Regions from separate parts of the Gossypium raimondii genome. Here region 2 is linked to region 1. A link is a contact called in public Hi-C data. All regions are on one chromosome and are shown on one strand. The core of a region is the stretch at or near the end of the contact, and the rest is flanking DNA. Distances in the headings are between cores, read along the strand shown. Region 1 holds the start of LOC105777434 (succinate dehydrogenase subunit 3-1, mitochondrial). Region 2 holds the start of LOC105778241 (ethylene-responsive transcription factor ERF062).

The links. A called contact is a pair of places that touch in the nucleus more often than the background predicts.
Region 2: a contact with region 1 is called in a Hi-C map of leaf, with 5 times the contacts expected there. The contact joins the promoter of LOC105778241 here to the promoter of LOC105777434 in region 1. A contact is called at or near these places in 2 of 2 Hi-C or Micro-C datasets (both in leaf).

Annotation. Positions count from the first base shown.
Region 1 is chr10:27,646,855-27,649,666 of ASM2569854v1, reverse strand. LOC105777434 (succinate dehydrogenase subunit 3-1, mitochondrial) reads right to left here and starts at 1,430. Exons shown (of 3, transcript XM_012600705.2): 1 at 1,210-1,430; 2 at 1,069-1,101; 3 at 325-986. The coding sequence starts at 1,369. The coding sequence ends at 574.
Region 2 is chr10:27,778,387-27,781,086 of ASM2569854v1, reverse strand. LOC105778241 (ethylene-responsive transcription factor ERF062) reads right to left here and starts at 1,283. Exons shown (of 1, transcript XM_012601902.2): 1 at 1-1,283. The coding sequence starts at 1,216.

The DNA of each region.
Region 1 (2,812 bases), core at 181-2,680:
TTTTATAGAAAACTCGGGACTAAAAAAATCCAAAGAACTAAACTTCTTAAAAGGAAAAACAAAATCTCTAACAATAACAATTTAATAAATTATAATGTAACCTTCTCGATTTACTAATCAATCTTACATTTAAGTCAATCTTATCACAGTTCACAATCACTTTCTGAAAGAGTTCACACATTCAAAGCTTGGTGTTTGTTAACTATGGGGGATGCAGAATCAGATAAGCACAGTTTAAACTCCTAATGAAAGCTCATACGATTGAAAGGGGAACGGTTAATGGTTACAGCTCTCCCAATCAAAGATTTAGCAGAATCCATCGAATTAAACCACTAATTCAACACAGATCACTATATTGACAAGTTCAAAGATGCTTTTTGGCATTAACAAGGTTTTCTTTTTACTCATCACCAAGGTTCAATTTATTCCAAAAAAAAAAACCATTAACACATTCTTTATTTTGCCAAACAAAGTCTTACCTCAACCCAGAAAGGCCCAGACCAAACAAGAACTTACCAAGCCAGCAAATCAGTCGATTTGAAGCTGAATCACATCTTTCCTCCTCACCGTTCTTCACCTCAGCTTTCCCGAAAAATCCGTCAATAAATGACGAACCCCATTATACAGATAATAGGACAGGGCTAAGGCAGCAATTGAGACGGAAATTAGGAGAAGCTTTGATGAATAAAAGAAGAATTGGTAGAAATTCGTATAGGTGAAGCAAATCAAACCTATTTTCAGACAAAGAAGATAAAAAAACAAAAGTATAGTGGCTAGGAAAGCCCCGGAGATTCTATGGGAAATTGGAAACGTCGAAGTAAGCTGTGGCTTATAAATAGGAAGATGAGGAGATAACGGGCGAAGGTTTGATTCTTTGGCCTCGCTCCCAAGCCCTGGAATGTCACGGGATGTGGAGAGAAATCGATTCCCCTTGACTTGATCCATCATGTTCAGGCTCCTTGTTGGAGACAAAGGATCAAACATATCTGCAGGAATTTTTTTCTTGAGGGGGCAAAATGACTGAATCATAATTTTATAATTTCTGTAAGAACTAAAGTGAAAATTTACCTTTTTTGGCCCCCTGGCGCCGCCCCTGCAGATCTGCAGCATAGAAACCGGAAGGGCCAAAATCAGCATCAATTTTAGATAATCAAAAATTAAAAAGAAGCGAAAGAAGTCGAAATGAAAAACAGATGAGTGGACAAGTACCTGGGAAGAAACCGTCAGCACGACGGCGATCATCGTGGTCATCAGGCGTGGCGGCGTTGGTGTTAAAGAGTCTGGAGATGGATGGAGCGATGGCGACGCGTAAGGAGCTAGGGAGGATGTTGGATGAGACGAGCCTCTTAAGAGCTAGAGAAGAAGCCATTGCTAAATAGAAGAGTCTCAAAATTGCTTAGCCTGCAAAAAAGAAACATGGAGTGAAACGGTGGGGTTATATAAGGGAAGGAGGAAGCTGCTCTGCAAGAAAACGTAAATAGATGTTATTGGGCTTAGGCCTATTTAGGTTCGGTTTTAGGGTTTGAGCCTATTTGGATTCGGCTTTGACATGATATACAAATTTTGGATCAATTATGTGGCAATCTAACAATTCCAAAATTTATTTCAAATATTTCATCATTTCATTTCCTAAAGTAACCTTTGGAAATCTATGTACCTATAACTTTAGAAACCAATTATGTAGTGGTTATTCACCTCCTTCTTTAACTATCCATTCCTGCGAATAGAGCATATTTTATGATTAATCATTTATCCTTTTAGAGAACACCTAACATCTAAATATAATCGTTGTTTGTTGTTATTTTGTTGATCACTGAACTATTCACAAGTTTTCATTTAAGTCATTGGGCTATTAAAATCGATTCTATATGGCTTTCTCTATTCGCACTATCTGTACCAATCGAGAGCTCTTTTTCCCTTTCTCTTCTATCGTTGAATGTTTTTTCATGAAACAACTTTGAACTTCACAAATCTGCAAACCAAAATTCAAACAGTTTTTTCTTTGATCTCCTACACTGATCGCTAGATAGACTTGGATCTAAGTTATGTTCTTCTACTCGTCGATGGGTACAGATCCACCCTCTCGATCGTCGAATCATCGCTTGGAGTTTATGGCAGAACTTTAAAAAAAAATTTAATAGTCTAGTGACTTAAATAAAATATTTTTAATAGTTTAGTGACTTAAATGAAAACTTTCAAATAGTTTAGTGATCAAATTATAACCATTTTTTAATTAAATAACCAAAACAAAAACTTTCTTATAATTTAATGACTAATGATATAATTTACCCTATTTTTTTCTCAGCAAATTTTTTACATAAGTTTAAAGAGTTTATGGAAATGTAAATATATAGGAAAATGGCAACTCATCCATCTTCATCATATTTGATTCATTAATCTATACACCAATTGTATGATTATTTATATATTTTATAAAATGGTTGATTAATGTGGAGTATGCCTCGTATTTCAGCATAAATAGTGTGTGACGTCGCAACGAAGAGGAGTTCTTCGCTCCGATGACGTGACCATACTTCATCACGACGAAAAGAAAGCCGTGTCGCAACGTGGCGACATGTTTCTCAATTTTCTCAGCTTTACTTCTTTCAGTTAAATATTGTTTTAGTTTTCCACTTAAACGCTGATTAGTGTAGATTATTTTTATACTATTAGCTTTTACAAGCTTTCAGAGAATTTTGTGTTTAAGTTTCAAGTGTTCTTATTTTCGGGTTTCAGAGTTTAGTTTTTATTTCTATCTATGTACTCTTCGTTCTTGCCGATTTAGTAAATTTATCTTTACCTATGATTTTTT
Region 2 (2,700 bases), core at 34-2,533, 130 kb before region 1:
AGACCGAAAGAGCATCCCAGATCATATCCATGTCCAAGGAAGGCATTCTACTTAACTGTACAGCATCTACATCTGATGATACACTCTCCTGAGTTTTCTTACTTATCTCATTCACTTCAGATACTGCCTTGTTCTTGACCTCAAATTGCCACTCTCTTTTCTCAGTGTTCTGGTTTAAATCTTGGACTTTTGCCGATGTCAACGATGGGTCATTGGACTTCTTGTTGCCAGCAATGCCTTGTGAAATTGCTTGCAACTTGGCTTCAAGAAGTGCAGCAGTGTTCCCATTCAAAGAATTGGCCTTGAGTTGATGCTTAAGATCTGGAAAATTCAAATGTGCATATTCTCCACGCAGCATGTATGCTGCTGTATCGTATGCCATTGCCGCTTCTTCTGCAGTGTCGAAAGTCCCTAACCAAACCCTTGTCCGATTTCTCGGCAGCCGTATCTCGGCAACCCATTTTCCCCAATGTCTTTGCCTTACCCCTCTGAACAACTTTCCAGGGGATGATGAACCCTTTTGATGCTGGTTCTGCAACCTGCGTCCAGTGTACTTCATAGGTTGAGTCTTGGTAGTGCTAAGCCAGTAGTCACTAAAACCTTTGGATTGATAACTTGTCAAACTCTGGTTCATTCTAAGCCATTCATCCCCCATTTGAGACTGAACCTGACCAATTTGAGGCATTTGGAATGAAGAGTTTTGACACAAGGTCGATCCAGGTTCACCCTTTTTCCCCATGGAACCAATGGCTCGTCTGCTCGGATCTAACATGCCAGGTTCCTGCAGAAACAAGTTTAAGTTGGGGAATTTCGATGTTGTAGAGGGAGAAGGTGGTTCAGAAACTTGAGCTTGGTTTAGTTTCGGAAAAGTCTCCAAGAAGTTCAATGGCATAAAACCATCCTTGACCTCAGAAACAAGACCACCATGAGGGGGGACAGAACTGAACCCTGAAACAAACAAGCTGGAATGATGCTCATTCAAAATATCTTGTCTGAGAATTCCAGGGATGTTTTTTAACAAATTGGCTTCTAGAGACTCCTCAGGTGAAGAACTGGAATTGAGCCTATCAGGTGAAGGAGATGAGGATGATGATGAAGGTGGTGACTTGCTTAAAGCGCCCCAAATGATAGGACCTGTTGGCGTGCCATAAATATAAGAAGGCCACTCCTTGTTCATCAAAGTTTCTGTTTTGGGAAATTGATTCTCCACGCTCATAATTTTTGGCCGAAAACAGAACAAAATTTAGGAGATGTATATAGAAATGATGCAACTGAAAGTACAATACGTTATATATTAAGCTTCTGATAAAGCCTTACTATAATAATAATAATATTAAGGGAACCTACTTTATCTATATATATATATACTGGTATTTTAAAATTTTAGCCTTTCAATAGAAACAATTGCTTTTCTTTCAATTGAAACAGTTGTTTGCCACGTGCAAGCAATTATCTTTCTTTTCTTTCTTTTTTTTTCTTATTTGATGAAGAGAGAAGAAAACAGATAGAAAGAATGGGAAAGATAAACTATCAAGTATATGAAAATAAACCAATCAAAAGCTTGCTGATGAGTTTTTCATTTGTTAACTGTGAAAGTTCCCCCATGAAAACGACTGTTAAGAACCTCAAACTCCTTTACTTCCATCCATGGCATTCTTGTTTAGACAATGGCCATGTGCTTTTCTCAAACACTCACATGACTGCTTCCTTCCCTTTTACTTTCTAACAGTAATTTTAAATGATAGTTGCACTTTACGAGATTTAAATTGCAATTACATCTATGCTTTCAATCTTACCGTAATTTCAGATGTAATAAATCCTATCATGCTCCATGTCATCAACAACGACGAAACTTCAATTTTAGACCTCATCATGTCCGATGCAAAATTTTAGATTTGGGTTCAACCCTGCTTAAAAAATATTTTAAAATTTTGCCTAAATTTGATTTAAATAAAAAAAATATTAAACTCGAACTCGATCCGACCTGCCCGTATTATTTTTTATATAAAAGTAAATTTAAAAAATATAATATATCAAATACACTAAAAATATTAAAATAAATATTTCTCAATAAATTAAAAATATGTTAAAGAAATCTTTATACTTAAATAACATTAAGATAATTGTAACTTAACAAGCAAATGCCTCCAAAATAGTAGCAAATTTAATAATAAAATAAAAGTTATACAATATCCAAATAATAACAACAATATAAAAGCAAAATGACAGCAAAACAACATCAAAATGACAGCAAACAACAACAAAACAACAGTAAAAAATTAGGCAAATTTGGGTCGGGCAAAGTAAAAAAAAAACTTACTCGAGACTATGTCCGTTTAGAAAACATATCTTATTTTTTACCCAAGCCCATTTTTTGGGCATATGTTTTTGCCCAAGCCCTTCCACATTTCAGGCAAGCCTTTGGGCGTGGGTTGAGCCGGCCCTTGACCAAGTCTAGTTCAAATTGTAAAAGGTCCACTTAGGCTGATAGTCTTCGTATTTTAACAAAGTTTGATATTTAATCGAGGGTTAAAATATAACATAAGTCCTTGTATTTTTCAAAAATTTAGAATTTAGTACCTATACTTTTATTTTGAGAAATTTAGTCCCTTTATTTTTCAAATTTCAAAATTTAGGTCCAACTGTTAATAGGTTAAAATAGTTTTTGTTAAATTTAGGTTCATCACATCACAATGTCAT